2 separate regions of the Sus scrofa genome follow, and region 1 is linked to region 2. The links are chromatin contacts, called in public promoter capture Hi-C maps. All regions are on one chromosome and are shown on one strand. The core of a region is the stretch at or near the end of the contact, and the rest is flanking DNA. Distances in the headings are between cores, read along the strand shown.

Region 1 (2,700 bases), core at 48-2,547, 320 kb before region 2:
TTCCTTCAAATCATGGCTCCTCTGCACCAGATGAAGATGATTGGTTTTAAGCTGATAATTGTTGGAGCTGTGTTGTGGGTACCTACAGGTTCATTACATTATTCTATCTACTTTCGAGTCTGATATTTTCCTCAAAAGAATGTATCATTCAACAATGAACCCAAAGTAGATCATTATTTTGATTTTATATGGCATAATGTGTTATTTCACTCAGGGAGGCCTCTGAAGGGTCCTGAAAAGGATTTAGATTCTTCCACTTTTTTTTTTTTTCTTTTTAGGGCAGCACAGCATATAGAAGTTCTCAGGCTAGGGTCCAAGTGGAGCTGTAGTCGCCAGCCTATGCCACAGGTCACAGCAACGCTGGATGCTTACCCCGCTGAGCCAGGCCAGGGAAGGAACCCGCATTCTCGTGGATACTAGGTGGGGTAGTTTCCACTGAGTCACAAGGCGAGTGAACTCCTCTTTTTTTGGGTCTCCCAGCATGAAGTTCCCTGGCTTGGGACTGAACCCCCAGCCACAGCCTTGCGTCCTTAACGGCTGGGCCACCAGGGAATGCCCTGAAAGGGTCTTAGAAGTAATCTAGTATGGTCTCCAGCTCCCTGCACAAAGCAGAGGTGGAGGTGGGGAAGGAGAAATTGTACTCTCTTCCTCTTCCCTCCCACCTATCTCGTCCAAGATCCAATTTCAAACTAGGTGACCTCCAAAAGATTTTTAATCTTCTCTAAAATAATGCCTGAAGTTTTAGGGGGAGAAGGGTGGAAAAGGGAAAATGTCGGTTGTCAGCCTTGTTTAATTTCTGGTCTTGATTTTGCTAATTAGTTACTTTGTGGTCCGGGGTTAGAAAACCCTATACCTTTAATTTCACTGCCCACGTGACAATGTTTTTGTTTTAGGGTAATTTCTAAAGCACAGGAAATTCTCAGAGAGCTTACGTCACTGCCAACGTTACAGTAATTACCGTATTGACGCTACTTGTTTATAAGGCGTGGAAACTTGAGCTGCAGCGCGAGGACAATTTAGCAATTTCAGAGTTCAGATGTAAATTATTATTGCTCTGTAACTTAACTTCTAAGCAGTGTTGATACTTGGGACCTGAACAGACCTAATTGTTGTTTTTGTTTGTTTGTTTGTTTTTCCTTTAATGACTACTGATACAATTTCCAGGTTGTTTAGGGCATAAAGCAGAGAATACAGCGCATTCACGTTCCTCCCAGGGGAACTTCAGGAAGTGTTTACTGCAGTAGTGCGCCTGCGCAGTTGTTCTCCACCAAATCGCCCGCTTTCCCCCATCCGGCTAGCAGGGGGCGCTGTGAGGTAATGGCTAGTCTTCTCCCGAGACCTCTGGAACGTAGCGTAAAAGGCCAGGAAGGGAAGCCGGCTAAGGGGCGTTCTATCTTCGACTGCCCTGGTCTCTATCACCCTTTGTCCTCCAGCCTCCCCTGCGCGCAGGGCCTGCGGGCCTGGTTGCTAGGCGGAAGCGGGGCGCGGTGGCGGCCGCGGCGGCTGCCCGGGCGTTTGAAAAGCGGCTACGCGGGCGGCAAAAGGTGCTCAGGCGGCGGGCTCCCCTCTCCCTGCAGACTGGCCCAGCCGGCTGCTGAGTGGCTTTTGTCTTCTGTCGGGGCCCGGTTGCGGGTGGACTGTCAGCCTGGGGACGGGAAGCCGGGCGCGCTACAAGCGGGCCGCAGAGCTGGGTCCGGGCGTCTGGGGCCACGGGCGGGCGACGGAAGCCTCACCCAGAGCCCTGCCGTGGGTGGCGGGCTACCTGCAGCTCACCCGGGCCCCTCTTCCTCCCAGCAGACCCCGCCTGTGGGCCGCCGACCGCGACCATGGTCTCCAAGTCCGACCAACTGCTCATCGTCGTGTCCATCCTCGAAGGTGAGTGGCCCGGCACCTGCTTTTGCAACTGCTGCTTCCAGAATTTTAACAGAGTAGTGCGGGGCCGAGGCTTTGTTAACCTTAGGAACCCTGGCTTGTGCGGCCCCCAGAGACTTGTTCAGAGTTGTACGTAGTGAGGTCCGTTAGGCAATTGATTTAAAAATCCCTCAAGGGAATATGAGCGCTGTTAGAGATCGGTGATATATAGCGTGACTAGCCATAGACCCCAGAGGATCTTGGCAAAACGATTTGCATCAGAAGCAGCGTGTATGTGACTTTGATATTATGAGCTGAAAGTGTGCTTGGAAAGCACGATCTGTTCAGCGACTTCCCGGTAATACCATTGGTGAAAATTTTGCTTTCACTCTAGTACAAGTTTCTCTTTACAAGTCGATGGGGGCCTTAGAAGACAGTTGTCAGGAGGGTCTGTTACACTTGCATGCCTTAAAGTTTGATTTGTCGAAGGAGTGACATTTGTTTATTAGGCATCTCACTGACTGTGAGGCAGTGCGCTGAGCCTGTAAACCAGTCCTGGTTCTAAAAGCTAAAGGTGTAGCATGAAGAGCAACAAATCATTCAAATAATGCATCAGGGTGTGGGTATGGTCTCTTTTGCCTGGGCAAGCTGGGAAAGGTTTCCTAGAGGAGATGGAGTTTATTCGGGTCCTAAAAGATGATTAGGAATTCGTCAAGTGGAAAAAGGAAGGAAGGGCATTCCAGGCAAAAGGAAGAGCCGGTGGCATTTAAGGTGTAGTAAAGCAAGGCTTGCTTCTGTTTGCTTTAATTCAGTGAGGTTGAGAGCAGGATGCAGCAAAATGGAGAGAGT
Region 2 (2,788 bases), core at 276-2,775:
CCAAGCTCAAGGAAGTCAGCGCGCGGGGAGAGAGCACTCAGGCTGCTGCTACGTACGGTTGTTGGGGTCGCTGGTGTGCTGGTTGAGCGGGATGATCTCCATGCGCTGCTGGCCGTACAGGTAATAGTCCAGCTCCTCCGCGCTGCAGCGGAAGCGTGGGGCGCCCCGACCGTCCCCGCCGCCGCCACACTTGGAGGGCCCCGGGCCCGAGGCGGCGCCGAGGCACAGGTCCTTGGGGGGCAGCGGCTCCGCGGCGACGGCGGCGGCGGCCAGAGGCGCGAACACCGGCAGCTGAGCCACGGGCAGGGCCGAGAGACCAGCCAGCGCCGCGGCGGCGGCGGCGGCAGCAGCGCAGGAGGAGGCGGACGAGGCCGAGGTGGAGGAGGAAGCTGGAGTGGAGGAGGCGGAGGAGAGCGAGGAGGGCCGCGGACGCAGGCTGTCCGGCGGGGCCTCGGCGCGCTCCTGTGGCGGCGGCGGCTGGAGAGGTTGCGGCGCGCCCAGGGGACCCACGGCGCCGCCGCTCTTGAGCGGGCCGCCGCTGCTGTGCGGGAAGAGTTGCTGCCAGTGCTGCAAATAAGCTGGGTCCACTTTGAGAAAAGCCGATCCGCCGGGGTCTCCGGGCTTCAGCATGTCCGACGCCTCAAGCTGGGGGCAGAGGGCAAAGAAGAGGGTCTGCGTGAGCAGGGCTGAGGGCCTGGTGAGAGAGGGGGCGCGGAGGATGGCCGCCAAAACCCTGGAGCGAGAGTTTGAGTCTTTGACTCCGTCGGCGGCAGCCCAGTTCGGCAGCTCCCTCCTCCCAACTCGGCTGGGGCGCAGAGTTTACTCTGAAGCCACGGCGCTGCACGAGGGGAGCTGCGTGCACCCTGCCTAGCCTCCCAGCCCGAACCGCCCAACGCCCACCCAACACTGTCGAAGCTCGGCGAGAGGGCGCTTCCCAACAGAACTCGGTGGCAGGACGCAGTCCCTGGCCTCTGCCTGCGCTCAGAGCCGACCAGAGCCGGAGTGGCGCAGCGCCTGAGCCGTGCTGGCCTCCGGCGCCAGGAGGCGGGACAGTCTCGCCCCCCGCCCCCAGCGCGGGACCTCCAGCCTCCTATTTCCCGGGCCCAAGAACCTCAACCCTGGACGAGCCACGCTCACCTGAAAACTCCGAGCCGCTGGTGGGTGCGTGCGCGTGTCTCAGTGAGCGTGAGGGAGAGTGTGCGCCTTCGGTGCGCTACATGCCCCTGGGCAGCGCGAGAGCAGAGTCCTAGAGATCCCGCCGCCCGGGACCCTCTGGGGCCGCAAGCCAGGGACGTGGAGGCCTGCGGAGGGCGTGAGAACAGTTATGCCGAGCGCGGCAGCACGGGCGAACCTGGGCGCCCGACTGAGCCGCGGCGGGCTGCTGGGCTCGGCCGCTGCCGCGTCCCAGTTCCACCGCTCCACGCTCTGGCAGCCACCCGGCTGGACACGTGGGTTTTACGACAGCACAAAATACGAGTGTGTGTGTGTGTGTGTGTGTGTGTGTGTGTGTGAGAGAGAGAGAGAGAGAGAGAGAGATTGAGATTGAGGGGAGGCGGGAGGCAGGCCAGGAGAAAGGAGGGGAGGGGAGAAGAGAAAGAAGGAACTTCTAACTCGGCTGTATCCACACCGTTTGAGCGCCTCTCCTGCACAAATACCTCCTCCGCCCTCCCACCCCCCACTTTTTTGGGGGAGGGGGGCATGACGTCTTCCATTCGCGTGTTGTCTCTTTCTGCTCATGATTTGTCTTTTCTAGGTGCAGGCTCACTGCCCTGGTCCTGAAAGCAGTGGAAATGTAGAAACCAGAGTGCATCTCAGCACACGTTTGGGGTCCGCATCGGGGTGGGCGTGCGCGGCCCGGCGAGTGGACCAAGTCTCGGCACTGGGTTTGCGCTTTTGCGGGTCTCAGTTTTTCAAGGAGTACTGCTGGGTGCTAGGGTCGACTAGCCCGGCACTCAACCTCTCACGTCAATCCTGGGGTGGGGGGGGTGAAGGGGGAGTCGGGGGCGGGGCGGCTTGCTCGCTGGAATGAAACCCTCGGTCGGCAGTGGCGGAGGCAGGCTTTGCTGAGCTGGGAGGTGTGAGACCGAGGGTCTCTAAAGGGCGCTGATCCTAGCGGGATGCAAGCCTGGCGGCGGGACTGGGAGAGGGCTGTAATGGAGTCTCACACCGCCCAGCGCTCGCCCACCCACTCTTCCTGGGGAGCTCGCTCCTTCTCCCTTTTGGCGTTGAGAGGCAAGTATCCAGAGCTAGGTCTGGTGGTACAACTGCACCCGGATACAGGCGAGGCTTGTTTGCCTTTGGCTAACTGGGGCTGCCCCCAGAGGACCATGCATAGGTCTTTCAACTCAAAACCTGGCGCCCGACGTGCAGCCTGAGAGAGCAGCCCCGCCCCTACCTTACCTACTCCGGGCGCCTTGGGCCGCTGCAGCCCTTCCAGGTGTCTGCATTGGGTCTCACACTCCAGGTGTCTCGCATTCGCAGGTCTCACACCCACGAATTAGACACCCACCTCCACCTCTTCCAGATGTTTTCGTAAGTCGGTGAGCGGAAGACGCAAGCCGGCTGTGTGAAATTGACCGGCTCAGGCGCTTTCTCATCGCCAGAGTTCTGTCCACACCTCAAAGGGAAGAAATAACATTTGCCTTTCCCCAAACAAACCAATTTATTTAGTACCTGCCACTCTGAACAATTAATAGTCATTCTTTCCTGATTTCTGCTTGTTTCTTTTTGTCTTCCCACCACTCATTTCGTCTGAGCCTGGGAAACGAGCTATTTCGACTTTTTTCGG

Evidence for each region. Promoter capture Hi-C pulls out the DNA fragments that hold promoters and counts their contacts.
Region 1: a promoter capture Hi-C map of liver shows a contact between it and region 2, with 2.8 times the contacts expected there. The contact joins the promoter of CEP120 here to the promoter of PRDM6 in region 2. A contact is called at or near these places in 1 of 5 promoter capture datasets (liver) and 1 of 47 Hi-C or Micro-C datasets (embryonic fibroblasts).

What each region holds. Positions count from the first base shown.
Region 1 is chr2:126,928,714-126,931,413 of Sscrofa11.1, reverse strand. It overlaps CEP120 (centrosomal protein of 120 kDa), which reads left to right and starts at 1,297. Exons shown (of 21, transcript XR_002341873.1): 1 at 1,297-1,544; 2 at 1,798-1,875.
Region 2 is chr2:126,604,387-126,607,174 of Sscrofa11.1, reverse strand. PRDM6 (putative histone-lysine N-methyltransferase PRDM6) reads right to left here and starts at 1,525. Exons shown (of 7, transcript XM_021084685.1): 1 at 57-1,525. The coding sequence starts at 630.